Linked DNA regions of Oncorhynchus mykiss: region 2 is linked to region 1. The links are chromatin contacts, called in public Hi-C maps. All regions are on one chromosome and are shown on one strand. The core of a region is the stretch at or near the end of the contact, and the rest is flanking DNA. Distances in the headings are between cores, read along the strand shown. Region 1 holds the start of LOC110521922 (jupiter microtubule associated homolog 2). Region 2 holds the start of LOC110521925 (SPRY domain-containing SOCS box protein 3).

The links. Hi-C and Micro-C count contacts between places; a contact is called where the count stands out from the background.
Region 2: a contact with region 1 is called in a Hi-C map of blood, with 5 times the contacts expected there. The contact joins the promoter of LOC110521925 here to the promoter of LOC110521922 in region 1. A contact is called at or near these places in 2 of 3 Hi-C or Micro-C datasets (blood and liver).

The regions. Positions count from the first base shown.
Region 1 is chr30:45,444,187-45,451,992 of USDA_OmykA_1.1, forward strand. It overlaps LOC110521922 (jupiter microtubule associated homolog 2), which reads left to right and starts at 3,364. Exons shown (of 5, transcript XM_021599892.2): 1 at 3,364-3,562; 2 at 4,595-4,743. The coding sequence starts at 3,507. LOC110521921 (protein cramped-like) reads right to left here and starts at 677. Exons shown (of 21, transcript XM_036968605.1): 1 at 345-677. The coding sequence starts at 394.
Region 2 is chr30:45,596,322-45,604,127 of USDA_OmykA_1.1, forward strand. LOC110521925 (SPRY domain-containing SOCS box protein 3) reads right to left here and starts at 4,775. Exons shown (of 7, transcript XM_036968816.1): 1 at 4,467-4,775. It overlaps LOC110521926 (V-type proton ATPase 16 kDa proteolipid subunit), which reads right to left. Exons shown (of 3, transcript XM_021599898.2): 3 at 6,841-7,806.

The DNA.
Region 1 (7,806 bases), core at 2,114-4,613:
AATGTTTGACATTTAAAAGACATCACAACGCAAATCAACTTTAAAAAGACGACGTTCGTTCTCTCAACATGGCCGCCGCTGCTGGTTTCAAATCCCCTCAGTCCAATCGACACACGAACATTGTCTGCATGTTTTCATTTACATTTTGAAAGCCAAAATATTACTATACCTTGTTCGTGTGTTTTTGTTAGTCATCTTAAACTTCTAACAGTTTACATGGGTTTATTTTTATCCGAAATTCAAATACGAGCGCCCCTGAGTTTAGCGCCCGCTGAAACGACAACGTAAAACCTTTCTATACAATCTACCTCTATTTACAGTGCTTCTTTATCAGACAAGGTTACCCATTTTCATGCTCTTCGACAGCAGACGATGTCTTCTTTCTTTTCACCATCGACCCGGCGGTTTTAGTATGCAACAGTATATAAAATTGGGCATATTCAAAGCATGAACAGGGTCTAGCCGCGACTATCTTCACCTCGCTCAAGCTGTGACTGAATTTAACTCTGCGCAGCTCAACTGTTCACTATCCGAGTACCACACTCTTACTCGCAATTTATTGCCGTAGACGAGCTGAAATATTTGACCAAACATTTAACTATATAACATGCTTCAAACGCTCAAAATAAATAATCTGAATAAACTAGCAGGTTTTAGTTTTTACTACAGCCACAAAAGAGCACAGAACGCTCGCAGTCTCAATTTTGCTTCACCCCCTCATCTCCAGAATCGTTGTTTAACATTGATGTTTGACGACATTATGTTAACTGCATTAAAAAAAAGTTGCTTCTGATATGAACTCAGCTTTAGAAAGCAACAGCGGATACCACAAGCACTCGAACCAATAGAATATTGAGTGTTCAACTACAACAATATATAATCCATATATACATAGAGCAGACACTGCATTTCACTTAAGTTGCAAGATACATATTACTTCTAACATGCACTGATACAGGTGTTTCATCTCTTTAGACGTCTTCAAATATTTTGAGGAGAGAAACATTACTACTGTAGCTACAACTTTAAACTACTGTCACGTCTCAAACATACACCCTAAATTCTTTGAAATTCATTCCCATGCAGGGAAACAAGACACATTACTGTGTCAGATGTATGTGTTCTCTAAATCATGATTGTCCAACCTAATGAGAACTCTTTTCAAACTCAAACAAATTGACAAAATATTATTTTTTACTGCAGAAATATGAGTAGCTAATTGAATAATCTATCGTTTGTTTAAATTATTGCTTTATTCTGTGGTTGCTATCCTCACCTCAGCTGATAGATCAGTAGACATAATCAGCTGTTATCTTTCCACTCGTAACCCGTGTCATTTCTATAGGTACATTTTAGGAGGAGCGGGATACACACTTCAAAAAGCAACTAACGTTACACTGGTGCTAGCTACTAGCTAACGTTACTAGCTAAATTAACTTTGGTGATGTGCGGCCAAAACCTAGTCAACTAATGATACTTGATAGCAAAGGAATAGTCTGAAGCACAAATTCACACGAAATTATGCACAGTGTTGCAGTGAGACAAAGATTAAACAATTCACAAAATTACCATGTCTTGACTTTTGTGTTCACGACTTCATGAGGAAACGTGCAAACTAAACCAACTCCGATTGACAGCCCTCTCTTGCACAAAGCACGCCCACTCCAACTCAAAAACAAATCTCCTGATTAGTCAGTTGAGGGAGAAAGATATATGATTGACATCCAAGAGCTCCAATTGTTGATGATAAAAGAGGATGCAAATGACCCAATTGGATATCTCAATCAACATACGTTATTGGGTGCGCGGGGAGTCATTTTACATTGGCCCTGCCAAAATCTGTGACGTCATCGGGCGAAAGCAAGGAGGAGTGCCCTCACAAATCGAACATTTTGACAACAATGCAACATGGTGCTTCGTCGAAATACAAAAAATCATAAAATAAACGTTTGAATGTTCTATCTCGTTTCCATTGGGAAGGCAGATTAATTGTTTTTATGAAAATCAATCACTTTCGCATTGGAAAACCTAGATCCGGGGTTGCCGTGGAGGTCGCCCAGGCAGAAAGCTCTAAATATGATATATAATTGAATAGTTTTAGGTGTTTTTTTCACTCTTTTTAAATCAACTTTTATTTTGTTAGCTAATTAAGTTTTGATTTTATATATATTGATCCACAGCAGTGCAAGACTGTCAAGTCAGTTATTTGACTAACTGAACTGAGAAGCTAGCTGTTTAGCTAGTTAGCTACTGTAGCTAGTTTGTGTTTTTATTTGAAACAACGAGATGGCAGAGGCCTGTAGACTGTTGAATAGGGCAGAGGATCACAAAAAAAATCCCACAATGGTTTATTTCAAGGGCTATTCCAGCTAACTAGTGAGCTACAAGCGCCCTAAACTAGTGGCTGTATGGCTTCACCCAGGTGTGTATTTCGGAGGATTACCAAGGAGTCTACGACTGGGGATGGCAAAGAGGTGTCCTGGTTTCTGATTTGTTTCCCCCCTGATAAACCCTTTATCTGGGCCTCAGTCAGAAGAGACGTGGACCTAGTGGGTGAGGATGGTGCGCATGGATAGTGGATTGGACACAGGATGTGACCTGGTGGACTTCCACCTGCCTCTGCTGTGGATGACCATGGAAGATCGTCCAGACATAAATGTCAATGGGCTCACTGAAATGTTTTGTTTTGTTGTTTTAAAGAGCTACTTTGAGACGTGTGTTTAATTGTCATTTTTGTTTTGAGCCGACTCGCCGTCCAGAGCCCGGAACTTGTTGGCTCAAGCCCTGGAGGCAGCCCGGATCCAAATCGAATGCAATCCACTTTTAGCCAGTACCAAAAACACGCCGACACGGGCGCCCGGATGAGATTAATCGAACCCCATTCATCTGCAAAGTTGGGTATAGCAATGGGACATATAATTCTAATTTAGTTTAGATCGATTTCTATGGTATGTTCCCCGCCTAGAACCAACATCACACGCGCCACCAATGTACTCAATTCAAAACAAGGGGCGTTATTGGCATGGGAAACGCAGGTTTACCTTAGCAAATGAAAGAGATAAAACAAAAGTGAAATAAACAAAAGATGAACAGTAAACCTTACACTCGCAAAAGTTCCCACTATTTTAACTTTACTACCATGAAATACTGCTACATTACCTGGAACCGTTTCAAGTTAAAATGTTAGTTCATTTTCCAGTTATGGAAATACCGCCCAAAGTCCGGGCGAGTAAACCGCCTGCACCTAATATGACAGACAGGCGGAAAGCCAAATCACAATGGAAAGAGGGCGTTATCTTTAGTAATTTAACCAATGAAATTAGTCACACCTTTCGACTGATAATGCTTTTGACCATTGAGGCTCTTCCCATTGCTGGCTCGTCCTATCGAGTGGGCGGGGCTTTTCCCGGTTTCGGAAGGGCAACACGCAACCAAGCAACAAAACTTTTTAAAAGATTGAGCTAGCTACGACATTAATTTCCTCTCTCACGAAGACAGTCTTCACAATGACTTCGACGAACATGTTTTCAGGACTCGATAATGGCGCAAAGCCAAGTTCAAGGTAACACGAAATTGCATCCACAGGTTTTATTTGCAGCAGGCAAAATTCAAGCAACTAGCTGGCTATGTTCCTGAAAGCTACCCCTTATGCTCATTGGCCTGTAGTTAGCAGTTAGCTAGCTAGATGGCACTTTGGTGATACTAACGTTAACTAGTTATAAGACAATTTAGTGGTAAAATGTTTATTCCGTTTTGTCAGTAGTAAACTTTTCATTTGGTAACAGCTTCTATGGGCTTTGGGGTTTTTCTGGGGGGGTGCGCTGCGGAAATGGAAGCTCGTGGAATTCTTTTTTTTTTTTTTTTTTTTACGGTGTAGCCAGCGATATGACGCTCATTGCATTTTCCAAACAGACACAGTCACCCACACCCCGTTTACAACAACCTATTTCTTAAAAGTAAGGGTAATTGGGCATATTTCATTTTTTTTGCGCGGTCAACTATGGTTGTCTAACCCCCCCTGCGAACATCCCAAGAACAGCCAGCTAACGTTAACTGGCTAAATATGTGTTCTGTGTTGAGTTGTGATCAGCTAACGTTACACAACTAAATGTGACTTTTAAACAGTTTATTTAGGTCAGTAGGCCTGTGTAGCCTGCAGTCATACTGTAGAACATTTAACAGCTAATGTGGCCACAGCCGCCATTTGTGGCCTGTCTATATATAAGAAGTTGTACATGCTGCATATTCTATTCCTAGATTTGGCTATATACACGTTTTCATTATGGAACATTCTCTAATCATATTATCCCAGGCACTGCCTGCCTTTGTGTATGATGAATGCTGACAGCAGAGTTTGGCCTACAGGCTATATACTCTACATCAGTGGTTCCCAACCAGGAGCCACAGTGTGTGTTGCCTATCCACAGGGGGTACTTGAGAAGACTCATGAGACCATAGGCTTGCTGGTAAAGCACATGGGGGGGGGTACTCCAGGAATACTCCAGGCAGAACAAAATGAATTTGGTGGTACAGTAACCAAAAAAGGTTGGGAACCACTACGTGAACCAACATGATTCTGATGTTTCCTTTTCAGAGTCCTGCGTCCCCCCGGAGGTGTCTCCAGCGACCTGTTCGGTGGCTATGAGGGAGAAGCAGCTGCTTCGAGGCGGCCCCACAAGATGGCCTCCAACCTTTTCGCCCCACCAGAGCCCCAGGGTGTCATCAGGCGAACCAACCCCCCAGGTAAGAGCGAGAAGGACCTTGACTGGGCATACAAATTCCCTTTTCACACTACTGGGCTGAATTGATCAAAGCTTTTTTGCTCTGGCCTGGTTATGCATCCAAACATTGGGTGGCAGTCTGTGTTCTTTTAGTCCTTAATACAGAATAAAGGCTACGCATCCACCATAGATACTGGAACCATGAAAGGATGTTGGAACTATGATAGAAAGGACTGTGAAAGGAAAATATCAGAGCCAGGAAAGTTCAGGTCGGTGTGGAAAGGGAATATGCTTCCTATGTCTTCCTACAAGGTGACTGGGCAGTCAGACAGGCAATGGCTGCCCTCCCTGGTTCTGGAGCTGTCCGAGCCTTTTCAGGTCTATGTGGTGTGAAAACTGCCACTAAGGTGCTACGTTAGCATTTAAGGTTAAAAAATGAGCCATTGATAAGTGTTGACTTACTCACCATTTCTTCCCCAAATCATGTTTGGATTGTGTTGACATGCTGCAGTGCGTGTGTTTGATAAGGGCAACAGGTCACTTATTTTATCTGGTGACTAAAGTGTCACAAGACTCAACCAGCCAAATCAAATTTATTTTGTCACATACACATGTTTAGCAGATGTTATTGCTGGTGTAGCGAAATGCTTGTTTCTAGCTCCAACAGTGCAGTAATATCTAACAATTCACAACAAAACACAATACACACAACCTAAAAGTAAAATAATGGAATTAAGGAATATATAAATATTAGGACGCGCAATGTCAGTGGCATTGACTAAAATACATTAGAATAGAGTATGAGATGAGTAAAGCAAATTGATGTAAACATTATTAAAGTGACTAGTGATTTCAAGTCTTTGTAGATAGGGCAGTAACCTCTAATGCTTTTTAACAGTCTGGTGGCCTTGAGATGGAAGCTGTTTTATCAGTCTCTCGGTCCCAGCGTTGCACCTAGACTGACCTCGCCTTCTGGATGATAGCGGGGTGAACATGTAGTGGCTCGGCTGGTTGTTATCCTTGGTGATCTTTTTGCCCTTCCTGTGACATCGGGTCCTGTAGGTGTCCTGGAGGGTGGGTAGTTTTCCCCCGGTAATGCGTCGGGCAGAACGCACCACCCTCTGGAGAGCCTTGCGGTTGTGGGCGTTGCAGTTGCTGTACCAGGCGGTGATACAGCCCGACAGGATGCTCTCAATTGTGCATCTGTAAAAGTTTGTTAGGGTTTTGGGTGACAAGACACATTTCTTCAGCCTCCTGAGGTTGAAGTGGTGCTATTGTGCCTTTTTCACCACACTCTGTCTGGGTGGAACATTTCAGATTGTCAGTGATGTGTATGCAGAGGAACTTGAAGCTTCTATTCTAGCCTAGTAACAATCAGTAGTAGGCCGTTGTCGTTCCATGCAGTGAAATAACTGAGTGCTCAAGAGCCACAGCCCAGCCTCTTCATTGTTGAGTCCAGTGTGGGATTACACCCTGGCCAGGCTTTCCGTTAGCCGGTAAATGCTGTCTTTTGGCAAAAAGAAATAAGTGACAAGCCGATAAATTAATTGGTTGCCGGTCAAATTGTCCGGAATTTTTTGTAAATCCATTGGAAACCATGCTGATAATCCCTGTTTCCAGTGTTACCACCGAGAGGGGATTCTTTCTCCAAAACAGAGTATAGACGAATTCAAGATCACACCTTCTTGAGGACAAAGTAACGAGGCTGATGCACATCGCAAGCTCCTCCAAGGAGTTGAACAATTTAACTTCCCACAGCAACGGCTAACTTTGAGCAGGCCAAGGTCTGCCGAAACACTAGTAAATTAGATGCAAATTGTGTTTTTTAGGCCCAGCCCTATCACTCCTGCTGCCACCATAGGCAAGATATACTGCCCCTGTGTCGCATAGTGTAAAGATTTGAAATTGATTGACTAGACTAATGATGTGTATCATGCGCAATTGGTGCAATTCAATTTAGCAGCACTTGGAAATCAAACTTCATTTCCAACTATTCACATCAGTTGCAATCACTAGGCAGTCAATTGCCTATAGTGGAAACAGACTTAACCACGTACAGTGCTTTCGGGAAGTATTCAGACCCCTAGACTTTTTCCACATTTTGTTACGTTACATCCTTATTCTAAAATTGGGTAAATTGTATTTTTCCCCCTCATCATTCTACACACAATACCCCATAATGACAAAGGCAAAAAAAACTGTGCTTGAGAAATGTTTGTTAAAAATAAGAAAGCTGAAATACCACATTTACATAAGTATTCAGAACCTTTACTCAGTACTTTGTTAAAGTGACTCTGGCAGTGATTACAGCAACGAGTCTTCTTCGGGTATGACGCAGACCTGTATTTGGGGGGGTTTCTCCCATTCTCTGCCGATCCTCTCAAGCTCTGTTAGGTTGGATGGGGAGCGTTGCTGCACCCTGTTTTCAGCTCTCGCCAGAGATGTTCGATCAGGTTCAAGTCCAGGCTCTGGCTATCAAGGATATTTAGAAACCTGTCCCGAAGCCACTCCTGCGTTGCCCTGGCTATGTGCTTAGGGTTGTTGTTCTGTTGGAATGTGAAACTTGACACCAGTCTGAGGTCCTGAGCGATCTGGAGCAGGTTTTCATCAAGGATCTCTGTACTTTGCTCAGTTCACCTTTGCCTCGATCCTGACTAGTCTCAGTCACTGCTGCTGAAAAACTTCCCCACAGCATGATGCTGCCACCACCATGCTTCACAGTAGGGATGGTTCCACCTTTCTTCCAGACGTGACGCTTGGCATTCAGGCCAAAGAGTTCAATCTTGGATTCAACAGACCAGAGAATCTTGTTTCTCATGGTCTGAGATCTTTAGGTGCCTTCTGTCAAAATCCAAGTGGGTTGTTGTGTTTTTTATTTTTTACTGAGGAGTGGCTTCTGTTTGGCCACTCTACCATAAAGGCCTGATCAGGTTCTTGGTCACCTCCCTGACCAAGGCCCTTCTCCCCTGATTGCTCAGTTTGGCTGGGCTGCCAGCTCTAGAAAGAGTCTTGGGTGTTCAAAATGTATTCAATTTAAGAATGGAGGACACTGTGTTCCTGGGGACCTTCAATGCTGCAGACAATT
Region 2 (7,806 bases), core at 3,525-6,024, 150 kb after region 1:
AAACGTTTGACCTCTGTCATTGCCAACAAAGGGTATATAACAAAGTATTGAGATAAAATAAGTATTTGGTCAATAACAAAAGTTTTCCACCATAATTTGCAAATAAATTCATAAAAAATCCTACAAAGTGATTTTCTGGATGTTTTTTCTCATTTTGTCTGTCATAGTTGAAGTGTACCTATGATGAAAATTACAGGCCTCTCTCATATTTTTAAGTGGGAGAACTTGCACAACTGGTGGCTTACTAAATACTTTTTTGCCCCACTATCTTTTGTATACCACCACTACCTTGTCACAACACAACTGATTGGCTCAAACGCATTAAGAAGGAACGAAATTCCACAAATTAACTTAACAAGGCACACCTGTTAATTGAAATGCATTCCAGGTGACATGAAGCTGGTTGAGATAATGCCAAGAGTGTGCAGGGCTGTCATCAAGGCAAATGGTGGCTACTTTAAAGAATCTCAAATATAAAATATTTTGATTTGTTTAACACTTTTTTGGATACTATATGATTCCATATGTGTTATTTCAAAGTTGATGTCTTCACTGTTATTCTACAATGTAGAAAAGAGTAAAAACAAAGAAAAACCCTGGAATGAGTAGGTGTGTCAACTTTTGACTGGTACTGTATATTTCACTGTGGCCTGTTGCTGAGTGCCAGGCAATGAGGCAGGCTGATGCTGAGTGAGTGATTGGTGGGGAGGGCCGGAGAGGTTTGTGTGTGTGTTTGTTAAGAGAACACTACAGTTATTGGCTAAGTCATGTGAGGGAGAGGACAGAAAGCAGCACACGTGCACGTTGTGACAACTTTTTACCAGTTGAATGTAGGCCATTTAGACTGTCATTAGGGAGACACCTATTTGTAACCCTTTTTCCATAAAACTTTATGCTAGAACTGATGCACATCAAGAAACAATGGAGACAAAGTGTAACTGGTGTAACATACACTTTGTATTTCACAGAAAATCCCTCATTTATTTAAAGGTTATTTTGGGATATATTGTACTACTTTCAAGATAACTATTTTATTTTAGTTATTTTCTAAATTGTGATGTGATGCCATCAACGGGAGCCATGCTTTTACTCCTCAGTTTGCTCAAAGTGTGATGAGGAAAGGTGTGTTTATGTATGTTTATTTGTATTTTGAATGCAAATTTTCACAAATGCACAAAAATCTTAAATAAACATAGTCTTGTTGCACTACTGTCTGTAGGAATATATATTAGCGTGAATGGGGATAATTTTCGAGTGCAACTTTGAAAGGCTAGCCCAGCTAGAAAGGGTCTCTTTCAGGTACAGACAGTGTGAGTTTTCTGATTCTCACGGTATTCTTTACTATCTTTTGTCAGGCAAATATACTTGAGTTATGAGGGTCCAGATGGCAGCATTGTTTGCCTTGGATTTGTAGCCATTCCATGCAGGTATGTTGTTAAAATGTGACATTTTTGTATTTCATGTTTGATGTGCCTAGTTAGCGGTCGTTCATTTTGTTAACTGTCTGGTCATGTCAGGAAGGGTGTTGTTGCCTCATTAGTATGCCTGCAGTATAATAGAACATTCAAATAAATACTTGTTATTAGCAAATTACTAGTATATTGGTGTACAACTTTAATAAAAATTAAATTTGAGTCTTTTGAAAATATGAACATGTACATTTTGTACGATACATTTTTTTGTTGTCAGTTTGCTCAAAGCGTGGTGAGGAGAGGCAAATATACTTGTGTATGAGTTCAGACAGCAGCATTAACATTTGCCCTGCATTTGTATCCATTCCATGCAGTCATTTAAAAAGAGAGACAACCGGGGCCTCCCGGGTGACGCAGCGCTAGCGCTAGTATAGATATCCTTGTCTCACCGTGCAATAACGACTCCTGTGGCGGTCCGGGCGCAGTGCACGCTAACCAGGTCGCCAGGTGCACGGTGTTTCCTCTGACACATTGGTGCGGCTGGCTTCTGGGTTGGATGCGCGCTGTGTTAAGAAGCAGTGCGACTTGGTTGAGTTGTGTTTCGGAGGACGCATGGCTTTCGACCTTTGTCTCTCCCGAGCCCGTACAGGAGTTGTAGCGATGAGACAAGATTGTAACTACTAACAATTGGATACCACGAAAATGGTGAGAAAAAGGGGGTAAAAGAGACAACCAGCAGAATTGTGTCCAGAGCTTTCCCTTCCCTTCCACCTAAAACTCCCCAGAACACAACGCAAAAAGGTACCAGTATAGAACCGGTTCCAAAAGCACTTGAAAACGGCTTTGGGCGCACTAGAGTGCATTACATAAATTCGCTCAGAGGTGGTTTAAACTGCAATCTAATGTTGACTGCTTAAAGAAAAAGGTATCAAGCATGCTTTATGCTTTATGTATGCTTGGGTCTCCGGTGCTACCCGAGTGGAAATTTGAAATGGAAGTGGTTCTTCTTATGGAGAAAAGTCCTCAATGTAACTGACAATAGGCTAAATGTGTAGAACTATATATTTGCCTCTGCTGGCCATCAAGTAACCTATTAAATGTATATACCATTTCATACAATAAATATGTTGAAATGACATCACTGGAGTCATTGCAAATCAATGTGTGTCACTTGTGTAGCCTACCTGGACCTGGCAAAGCAATTTAATAAATAGCCTACGACAGTTTGTTGTTGTAGCCTTGTATTATTATGAACGCATTAGATTGACGTAACAGTTGTCAGATTAGTCTACAGGTAAAACATTTTTAATTTTTTTTTTATAAACACTGGCTGTTGTTGACAAGCATATTCAGTTCATATACATATTATTGAAATTATGACCCCATCCTCAGCAGCCTATTCAAGCAGGCTGTTGGGAAACAAGCACCTCTAATTGCGAAATCGCCTCACTCTTCATTAATAAATTAGTCTTCATTTGAACTAAGCAAGCTGCTAAATCGTTCAGTTTATATCTTGCCTACATCTTGTCTAGGATACTGTAGACTATCTGAAATGAGATGTAGGCCTATCAGGGGCTATAGGATACCTGCCTTAAGCTAAGCAAACTACGGCAAAATGTAATTGCATTCATAAACCCAGATTTTAGTCTGTAGCCTATGCCTATTGAAATTACAAGTCAATCTTGCAAATGGGCCATTTATAATGGTTTGTAGTCTTAATATCTGGCACATAATTGTCAGAAAATAGCCTAACAGTTTTGTTTATGTTCATCCAAGTATTTCTTGCTCAGAGATTTACTGTCGGATTTATCTATAGCTATGCACACGCGCAAAGGGGATTTATATACATTTATAAACCTTGTTCGAGCCCTGAATGCTGATTGGCTGAAAACTGTGCTACATCACACCATATACCACGGGTATTACAAAACATTACTTTTTACTGTTCTAATCACAGTGGTAACCAGTTTATATAATAGCAATAATAATAGCAATAATGCAATAATACACCAGTTTGGGGTGTATGGCCAATATACCATGGCTGACAGCTGTATCCAGGCACTCCGCATTGTGTCATGCTTAAGAACAGCCCTTAGCCGTGGTATATTGACCATATACCATACACCTCGGGACGGTTGAGCTAGCGTGAGCTAATGTGATTAGCATGACATTTTAAGTAACAAGAACATTTCCCAGGACATAGACATATCCGATACGGGCAGAAACATTAAATTCTTGTTAATCTAATCTATCCAATTTACAGTAGGTATTACAGTGAACAAATACCATGCTATTGTTTGAGGAGAGTGCACAGTTATGAACTTGAAAATGTATTAATAAAGCAATTAGGCACATTTGGGCAATCTTGATACAACATTTTGAACAGAAATGCAATGGTTATTTGGCAAATACAGAATTGCGCCTAACCTGGAATTATACATTGTGACCTCTCTCTTGCATTTCAAAGATGGGGGGGGGGGGGGGGGCATGTTTTTTCGTTTGTATTATCTTTTACCAGATCTAATCTGTTATATTCTCCCAATGTGTTATATTCCTTTCAAATGGTATCAAGAATATGCATACGCTGTCAAAAAAAAGTGTGTACTAGTTTTTCCGAGCCATCAACTGTCATGCATATATTTTAGCTAGCTACATTTTACTTACCTAGTTGCTGTGCATAAAATAACCATCCATCTGTTTAAATTAAGTGACCAAGCGACGCAAATATGTAGGCTAGGCTACTGACTAGATCATACAATCAATCATCTCGTCTGGTACGTTTTGGGCCTAGCGGGCTCGCGAACAGCCCCAACAGTGCTGCAACACGTTTTCAATTTAACTAACGTCAACGGGCTAGCTGTGCCTACATGGTCAAGGCCTAAACATTTACATCATGGCAAAAATGTAAGAAATAATATGCATTATAACTAGTTACATATCTACAGTTTAACCTTTCTCCGACAACATGTTTTGTTGTTGACGTTAGCTAGCTTGCAAGTACCTAGTTAGTTACAGTTGGCTGGCTAGACAGCGTTAGCGCGATTGCTAATGTACCTGTATTGTAACGTTACCAGCCGTCCGTTTCCTGTCCGACACTTAAAAATAAACCCTTAGTCTTCGTTAAATGCCACAGGACTATATAGGCCAATATCTTTTTGAAACATTTGCAGCGAAGTACTTTCTTTACTAACATGCTACTCGGCCAACTAGCTTAAGTCACTCTCTATGACAGAGTTTCTAAACCGAGGCGCAACATCGCGAGACTTCCGGAAACGCTTGCCAAACAGACCAGGCCGGATTTTAGACTTCAATGTCATACGTCAAAAAGTATTCCTTAGTTTTTACTTTTCTCAAAATCTAAAGGCACAACCTGGATTCTAACAATGTTTTAAGTAGTTCAACACGTTATTATTCCAACATCATGAAAGTGCGAAACTGACACGTGTTCATTTTCGTCACAAATTACTTTATAGTTAATAAGGAGTGCCTTTGATTTGAAGGCTTGCACTTGCGCAGTTTGGCGCGAGACGTCCGTTTACCCGATGCGGTGTTTTAAATGTATTAAATGTTTTAATTAACAACAAATCAATACATAAAGCACATGAGGGAACACAAGCATACATAGATTACAAACAATAGACAATCGAGCTAGGGGGTACAATATCACAGTACAATTACACAAGGACCTTAAGGGACATGCATATACTTACAATTCTAACAGCTTTTTTGTTAGTAGAGCATTTAACCGTCTTAAAATACAGTTCAATTTATTTTTGTAGGGTACGAAATGTGGTTTTCTGTTTGTAAATTTACATTTGTGTATATGAAATTTGGCCCAAAAAATAATGAAATTAATTACATACAAATGTTTCCGCTTATTTCTATTGTATGTAAATAATCCAAACAGTACATCTCTCCACAATAGTGTAAAATCTTCATAAATGTGTTCAATTATAAACCTACTGATGTCTTGTCACAGTTTTCTTACATGCATACAATGCCAAAAAATATGCAAAACTGTTTCTGGGTGGTCATTACAAAAGGAGCAATTTGAGTTGATGTTTCCCTTCAACTTCTTCATATAGTGGTTGGCAGGATAATATTTATGAATAATTTTAAAGGAAACTTCCTTAATTTTGTTAACAAGTAGGTATGTGTGTGGCAACATCCAAACTTTTTTCCAACAGATATTATCAATAAATCCATTCCAACATCCTGCTGAAACAAGGATCGTATCGCTCTGTTGTTGAATGGACCAAATGAGGTGTTTCTACGCATTTCTTTAGTTTGCCAGCGCCGCCTGAAGCGGGATTTCTATCGGAGAAGCAGTTCCTGCCCCCAACTTCAAACAATTTTTTTTTTATAACTAACCCAAGATAGACCAGAGCCTGTCGTTTCCAATGGGAATAAATTAATCCGAGTGGGCAGCAGTGTAGCCTAGTGGTTAGAGCGTTGGACTAGGAACAGAAAGGTTGCAAGATCGAATCCCCAAATTGACAAGGTACAAATCTGTCGTTGTGCCCCTGAACAAAGCGGTTAACCCACTGTTCCTAGGCCCTCGTTGAAAATAAGAATTTGTTATTAACTGACTTGCCTAGTAAAATAAAAGTGAGCAAAGCACCAGCTACGGAAATCCTATTGGCGTGTTCTAGCATTTATTTCCATAAGGGAACGCCCACTGCGCGTGTGCAGTAACTCAATTCGCCAAACACATATCAAAACTTTGGCAAAACACAGTTTTGCTACAGATTTTAGTTTTAGAAACAGAAAACTGTATGGAAATCAAATGTTTCATCAATGACAAAATTTGCAGAATTTTGTCCTCATTATATTTGGTAGTGAGGAAACGCCAACTGGATGCTTCACATTAATACATCGGTGAAATATCTGACTCATTGTTCTGTGTTCATACTGTACTGTCTGACTATCATGACCTACTTTCCGGCAACAGAAAAACAATACTTTGTCAAACCAACTGCTGCCATGTGGGATTTTTCTTCCCTCCAACTAATTGCGAAGTTGCACGTGACGATTGTGAATGCTGTTATTTAGTGCTGCTATATAAATATGAACACGGCTTAACATTCCTACACTACAGCCCATATAGGATCAATTTCATAGACATCACCACTTGCTTGTTGCTGGAACTATTCACATAAGGCTGACGGGAGAATTCAGGTGTGACTGAGCAGGCATCTGCAGTGCTGGCAAAGTGGCAACAGCATCCATATCCAAGTGCTACTTACTGCCATTGAACCCCCCCAAACAAAAAAAACTGCTCCAGAGATACTGCTACACAATTGACCATGTGCTGCTTCTGGGTTGAGAACTAGAACAGAAGTGAATATACAATTTCAGTGCAAATGGATAAAGAGCAAGCTATTCTAACATTGCTACAGAAAATCATTAAATAATGCAAGAAAATACATGATTTGGAGGTTGAGATTTAATTGGAAATTAGACGTGGCCTGACATTGAGCATCTGCAACCACACGGCTGGGGTTTATTCATTACGTCTTGCAATGGAAACTGTTTACGAACTCAACGGTTTCCGTTTAGTTTTTATTTGGAGTAATGATTACACCCCCAGTACTACAGGTCAACGGTGCGAATGAGTGTTGAGAATGATGTATTCGAGTTAAAACACACACGTTCACATGCACCACACACTTTTACATGCCCGCTGCCATAAACAAACACAGTTAACTCCCACATCTGGACAGAGAGTCTCCATAGTAACAACTGGATACATGCATCCAGAGGAACTCCAAGAACTTCAAACAATTACCCACAGTGCAATTCATCTAGCTATACACAGAGCTCTCTCTCTCATTGGGAACGCAATAATGACTTTGTTCCATTTAAACAGTTTTATTAACATTTCAAAATCTTCATAAATAGTGAAAAAAACAAACCAAAAAATAGTCATCCATGTCCTCGTATTAGTTTGGTCCTTTAATGTGAAAATTGTCCCCAGATAAAATAAAAATGATTTGTCCAAACTGAGTTCTTCAGAAAAAAACGAAGGAATAATAATAAAAGCCATTTAGCAGACACACAAATTAAAGGAAATTGGGAGGAAGGAGGTAAACTGACAGGACGAACGCGTCACTACATTTACAAGAGGTTGACTACTGGACTCAAGGACGACTGTACAGGAAGAGGACGCTTTTCGCTTCCCGCCCAATCCCAAAGCAACCCCATGTCGTTTCCCAAATCACACCCTATTCCCTATTGAGTGCACTGCTTTTGACCAGAGCACTATGTAGAGAATATGGTGCCATTTGGGACACAGACCATAACACCTCCCTCGTAGATCTGACAGGCATGAATAAGCAATATAGGTAGGGGGTAGATATGTGGCTTTACTATTACCATATTGCTAACACTTATT